Linked DNA regions of Mus musculus: region 2 is linked to region 1. A link is a contact called in public capture Hi-C data. All regions are on one chromosome and are shown on one strand. The core of a region is the stretch at or near the end of the contact, and the rest is flanking DNA. Distances in the headings are between cores, read along the strand shown. Region 1 overlaps Ubr4 (ubiquitin protein ligase E3 component n-recognin 4). Region 2 overlaps Arhgef10l (Rho guanine nucleotide exchange factor (GEF) 10-like).

Region 1 (3,176 bases), core at 338-2,837:
ACCAGACATTCAGAGGGGCTGATGTCACCAAAGCCTTTGGTTGATGGGAGTTAGCCAGCTCTTCCTCCCGACAGGCTGTGACTGGGTCAGCCTTTTGCTGAAGTCTGAGAAAGGCTCTCAGGAGCCAGGAGGTGGGGGCAGGTCTCAGAGGTCCAGATACTAAGTTCAGAGGCGCCTCACCTGTCAACTGAGGTCTCAGCAGGCGACTTGGGGTGCAGAACAATGCACAGGCTCTTCCTAGGGCGGTGGGCAGAAGAGCCCTAGCAGTGGACACAGCTATTCTCACTATTCTCACCCTTCCCTGAAGTCTCTCCTCTCTGCCTGGCAGCCAGCAGGAGACTGTCAAATGCTTTCAAGGCCTTTGAAGTAGATGCTGACCAGGGCCTGCTCTGCTGAGCCCTCTTTTGGCTAGGGACAAAAAAACCATCAGACCCCAGAGAACACAATTCAACTCCAGCAGTCTTCCTGGTGTGTCACTGCAAGGCTGTGAGTTCACTGGAAAGCACTGGGCAAGCAGCAGCTAGACCCCTTTCCAATGTGTACTAAGTCATTCATTTATTTCAAGATGTACACACTCAAGCTGGCCGGGACAGCTCACAGCTCCTAGGTACGTATAGGTCCTTCAATGGCTTGAGCTACAGACAACTTCATAGCCTGCGCAGCACACACACACACGTGATAGAACAGGAAGCCTACAGACCCCAAACCACTCCGAGAAAACTGAGGGAGGAGGGGGTGCTAATGCAGCATCCGTGGGGGAAATGAGTGCACACGGAGAGATGAATGAGGGGAGAATGCAAGCTAGCTTCAATCTCATTTCCATGGGGATGGTCAGGGGACTGAGTTCAACAGGTCCTTTAGGAAGCTCTCTGGATCGGTGATTTCTGATAGAAGACCTGGAAAGCAAAGACAGTGTGAGTGGGAGTAGCACAGGGCCCCCAGCCCCACCGAGTCACAGAAGCCTGGTTCACGAATAGGATATACTGTGCCAGCATGCTCTGATGGGATTCCAGCAATGGAGGGGAGGTGACCACTGTGTGACTAATACTCTGCTTGAGAAGTGGGTGCTGCTAGGACAGTGTGGCAGATACCATTTTAAATTCCCTGGAGTGGAGGATTTCCACCTGTCCAGGGGTCACTCAAGGGGCTATAAAATACTGCAACTCCCAAGTTTTTCTTTCTTGTCTTGTTCCTGATCCCAGACTGGCCTCAAACTCACTATGTAGCTGACAACCTCCTTTGAACTTCTGTGCTACTATGCCTGGTATATATGGTGCTGGAGGGACAGAACTCAGTGTTCCATGCATCCCAAGCAAGCAAGCACTCTTCCAGCTGAGCCACACTCCCCTACCCCAGAGTGGTGATGTGCGTGTGTGTGAACATGGTCTTTCTCCATGGCCCTCGCCTTCTTTTCTAAGATTGGTTCTCTCACTGAACCTAAAGCTCACCGGCTGGCTAGACTGGTTGGCCAGCAAGCTCAGCCTGGGATCCTACTAGAGGCAGTTTCCCAGCGCTAGAGTTACACCTGCACCTGGCTTTTCTGGGGATCAGAACTCAGAGCCTCATCCTCAGCCTTTGTCATTTTAAACTGGTCAAAGAAAGGCAAATGCTGATGGTCTTATGGGCTGAAGGTCAGAGCAGGACAGAGGCCTCTGATTCTTCTGGGCTTCGATCCCACCACAGGCTTCCTAAGCAAGCTGCCAGAGCTCAGGGCTCCATTGCTTCAGCTTTCAGAAAGAGACAACAGGGATCCCTCCCTGCCTGCCATGGGGACTAACTGAGGATGGCCTTCCTAGTGGAAGGACCCAGTGCACTCTCTACATCAAGTCCTTGGCCCGGCACCTGACCTCATCACTAGTGCAGAGCAAATACTAAAGCCTCAAGTTAAACTTGAGCATCCGAACACGTCATCCCTCAGAGCATCTGCAGGAACAAATGCAGCCAGGCTGTCTCTCTTGGCTCTGGAAAGTGTTTTGTTCTTGAGTCTGAATAGAGCATACCCAGTGCTCTGGTAGTTTAAAGGTCTGAATTAAGGTTTAAAAGTCTGGCCTTCATGACTCCAGATACATATGTAGCAGAGGATGGCCTTACCTGATAGCAATGGGAAGGGAGGCCCTTGGTCCTGTGGAGGTTTGATGCCCCAGGGTACAGGGATGCTGGAGCAGTGGGGCAGGAGAGGGTGAGTGATGGGTGAGCACCCTCATAGAGGCAAAGGGGAGTGGGGAGAGGGTGGATGTAGATGGGTAACTGGGAAGTGGGATATCATTTGAGATGTAAACGAATGGAATGATTTATTTTTAAAAAAAAAGCGCAAGCCTAGCCTCACAAAAGAGGCTAGAGACTCTATGCCTAGGGCCTGTGCGGGGCGAGGCCTGGGGTGGGTGAGTCCTTCGCCCTGGCTACCTCTTCTCACTGGCTTTGACTTCTGTCGTCATTTCTGCCATCTGTGATGAGCACAGACCTTGGCTGAGGACACAGGTGAGCTCTGTGCTCTTGCTCAAGACTAACTCTGAGGGAAACAGTGAGCTGCCTCAACAGCCAGGCTGGGAAGACACAGTCAGGAGGACTAAGGAGCCATAAAGTAGGAAACAGAGGTGAGCAAGGAGACTACGGCAGCTCAGACAGCAGGGCAGACCCAGAGACACCATCTTAGGCAGAGCGTGCTCAGTGCTTGGAAACCAGAAGGGTACATGCAGACAGGCTCTCGACTAGTGGGTGGGCCTCCTTCCCGAGGATACAAAGGTGAGCGGAGATGTTAACAGCACCGTTCCCTTGGCAACAGAGCCTGGGGGATTTCTCCCTTGCCCGTATACAATTCCCACAGTGAACACCAGAAAGTGCAGAAGCATGGAGCCGGCTGACAACAGAAGCTGGGCAGGTCCAGTTACATCTGCTTTGGTGCAGTCTCCCGACCCCCCCCCCCCAAGACAGCGCCAGTGGAGGCTGTGACACAACAGCTCTGGGACCCAGGAGCTGGAATCTCTAATCCTGGGCTGATCTTCCCAAGCCTGAGCCCAGGCCATGCTCTGCTCCCAACACTTTTTAGCTATGAAATGCAGGTGAGTGTTAAAGCGCCTGCATCTGAGAGTCCAACTCCCACAAAGAGTTTGTATGGGAGAGCATGGACTTGAGGGGCTGGGAGCTGTGGAGCATCTGCTCCCATGTCACCCTTGGGG
Region 2 (3,176 bases), core at 362-2,861, 1.1 Mb before region 1:
GTATCAGGCCGGCTGATGAGGAGGCCCTGAAGATGGCCGCGGATGTGGGAATTTTGAGACCAGAGGTCCGTGATGGTGAGGACCTCACCCTGGAGGCCGAGCACACAGCAGGGCTAGAGGTGGCTCAGCCTCTCCTCAAATTGTTAAGACCTCACTGATGGTCTTTCTAGGCTCCCCCCAACAACTCCAAATGACTGGAATTTGGTCCCCTGATTTCTAGATGGGGCAACAAGCTCATTGTCACACAGTGTGTTGAAGGCTGGGGTAGGTGGTGCCTAGGGTGCTTCTAGTAGGTTTGAGGAGATGCTTCCTAGGCTGGGGGAGGGGGTAAGGGGGGAGGGGGAAGGCTTCCATCCCTAGAGCTCCCTCCTGTGCCACAATGGCTCTTGAGTACCATGAGCGTTGCCAAACACGGCCCTAAATAAGCCTCCACTTAGTGTCAGTCGAAATCACCACTGTGCCGTTGGTGCGTCACCTGAATGTCACCTACCCCAGGTAGACTTTCCATGTTCAGTGGCCACAGCCTCCTCATCGGGTCTCAGCCGCTCTGGTTTTGTGACAGGGACAATGGCAGCGACAGATGGGGAGCCCACAACTCCATTTTCATTTAGCAATCTCAGTTGCACACAAGAAAGGCACCATCTGGAGGGAGAAGGTCAGATCGTTAAAAATATATATGGTGATGAAATGCCAGGGTCTGATAGGCTGGGGGGGAACAGGGGGACAGAGGGAGGAGCTGGGGGGAGCTGTGGGGGTGGGTGCTGTGCGTTCACCTATCTGGCTGTCAGGTGGGTGAGCGTCACAGGTCTCCTGCGTGGCATGGTGACTTTGGCTGTGAGTGTTCCCTGGGCAGGGATAGCATCTTAAATTGGGTTGTGTTTATTTACTGCTGGGCCTTAACTGAGAGGTAGCAGGGCAGGCCTTTTCCCACCGTGGCCTGAGCGTACTGTGCATCCAGCCCAATGGCTTACTTTCTTTACTGCGGTTCCCCGATGGGGCGACTTGTATGCATGTGCGGAAGTCGTGCTTGGCCTGACACATCTCTCACATGCTGGCTTTTTCCCCTCTTTCCCGTGACAGGGATATAGGTTTTATGGGACAGTTTCCAGGGCCCAGAGTGTGAAGGGCCACTTCTGGGGCCCATTAGGAAATGCTGTCACTGCTGAGGGCTTCAGACAGGGATGGGAGCCATCGGGGTCCCCGGCCAGCCTTTGTGCATTATAGGGAGCCTACAGCTTCTCCAGTGTGGTGGTCACCCATGTGACCACTCCAGTCTCTGTGACCCAGCTGGCGTTTGGGCTGGGTCTCTCTCAGGAGTGGTTCATCATTACACAGGCCAGCCTTTCTCTTTGGCCTTTCGTAAAAGCTGCTACTGTTGTGTTTGCATAGAAAGCACATGGATAGATAGTTTTGGCCTCCATGGACCAGCGGCACGGTAGAGAGCCTCCTGCTTCCACATCGCATGCACACCAGAATGGAGAAGCCCGTGGAGGAGCAGAGCCAACCCCGTTCCTTCAGTTATAATGCCTTGTGCCTCATAGGCTCATCTGAAGGGAAAACCACATTTAACCTCTAACCTCCCACACAGCACAGCTTAGCCCAGCCGACCTTTAGCACGTCCGGGTCATTTCCATTAGCCCAGGATCGAAGTGTGTGCTTAATCAAGTGTGTGTAGGCCATGTATATAAATAGCTGGGATAGAGCTCGGCTGTAATGCTTGCCTGGGCATGCCCAATATCCCGGGTGCCATCTTTAGAAATGAGGACAAACCAAGTTTGGATGCATGGACACACGTACATACATGCACGCATGGGAACCATACACAGGTGGGGGTTGGGAAATGTGACAAGATCCAAAAAGGCAACCTCCAGAAATGCCTGGTGTGCTGAGGTGGGTGACCTGGGGCTGGCTGTCTAGCATCTTGAGAGATGGCGCCACCTAGTGCCAGTCCAGGGAAGATCAATGCTCAGAATCCAAGGCTAGTCTCCGGCTTTCTCACCATGGCAAAGTGGATGGACTTAAATTGAGTCGCCCCAATCTGGAGACACTTGCAGTAATGAGGGATGTGACAGTTCTGGTGGGTTGGGACTGTTGAGAAGGGAGAATGGGGATGTGGTTAGGAGAGGAGCCCCCTGCAGAACGGGCTGGGGTAGCAGGGCAGCGTTCCCCGTAAAGGGACATCAAGAGCTGCGTGCTGAAACTGCTGACAATTGTGGAGCCTGGTGATCAGGAGATGCGGCTGGGAGGGAGGGTGGTCCTTGTGGCTCTTCTAGAAGAGTCTAGGGCTTACTCCAAGCCAACCAGGACACCACTGGTATTTTCAAATAGGGAGCAATGGGGTTCTGTGGAGGACTGGCTCTGGAGGCTGGGTGGAGGGCCGGTCACACATCCAAAAGAAGTGTGCCTTCCTGTTTTCCACCAAGGAGGAGTGTGGGCCTTAGGGAGGCTGTTGTCCCAACAGTTGATGACCTCTTCATGACCCCAGAGTTGTAGGCTCCCTGAAGGTTGGCATCTTCGGACAGAGCTAGCATTGGTCTGTGACAGCACACTGGGACTCAGAGTGGCCTTGTTAGAGTAGGCGTGGCCTTATTGAAGTAGGTGTGGCCTTGTTAGAGCAGGCGAGGTCTTGTTGGAGTAAGTGTGTCCCTGTAGGTGTGGCCGTATTGAGGGGTGTGTGGCCATGTTGGAGGGGTGTGGCCTTGTGTTCTTGTAGATTTAGTGTGAAGAACTTGGTTATTGGAGCCTAGAAGCCCCAAGTCCCCATGTGGGTCCTGCCTCATGCCAGTCAGGACCTAGTTTTGCTTCCTAGTCCCTCAGTGTCACCTCTATGGTGATGAGCACTTTATCCACATTTTATTACTGTGAATGCTGGCCAGGTTTTTTGTTTTTGTTTTTAGGGGGGATCATAGGTTTAGGGGTACATTCCACCATGGAAGGAAAGGAAGGCGTGAAGGCAGGGCCTTGAGGCAGCCGGTCACATCACATCTGCAGCCAGGAAGCATAGAGAGGTGGATGCTGGAGCTCAGCTCACTGTCTCCTTTCTGTTCAGCCCAGGACCCCAGCCTAGGGGATGGTGCCGCCCACGTTCAGGGTGGGCCTTCCCTCCTCAGTTAACCCAGGCTAGAAACTCCCTCACAGATTTGTCTCCATGGTGATTTAAGAGACTGTTAAGTTGC

The links. Capture Hi-C pulls out chosen DNA fragments and counts their contacts.
Region 2: a contact with region 1 is called in a capture Hi-C map of embryonic stem cells, with 3 times the contacts expected there. The contact joins two enhancer-like sites. A contact is called at or near these places in 1 of 484 Hi-C or Micro-C datasets (the G1E-ER4 cell line) and 1 of 9 other capture datasets (embryonic stem cells).

What each region holds. Positions count from the first base shown.
Region 1 is chr4:139,486,887-139,490,062 of GRCm38.p6, reverse strand. It overlaps Ubr4 (ubiquitin protein ligase E3 component n-recognin 4), which reads right to left. Exons shown (of 106, transcript NM_001160319.1): 106 at 530-896. The coding sequence ends at 832. Among named protein-coding and RNA genes, the nearest start is that of n-TVaac1, 58 kb to the right of the region's middle. Within about 2 kb of position 1,587, at least 20 of the 459 cell types and tissues checked have an H3K27ac peak or open chromatin away from gene starts, as enhancers often do. A contact at or near this core is called in embryonic stem cells, where this site is marked.
Region 2 is chr4:140,554,191-140,557,366 of GRCm38.p6, reverse strand. The region is part of intron 21 of Arhgef10l (Rho guanine nucleotide exchange factor (GEF) 10-like); the gene reads left to right. Among named protein-coding and RNA genes, the nearest start is that of Gm42335, 49 kb to the left of the region's middle. Within about 2 kb of position 1,611, at least 30 of the 459 cell types and tissues checked have an H3K27ac peak or open chromatin away from gene starts, as enhancers often do. A contact at or near this core is called in embryonic stem cells, where this site is marked.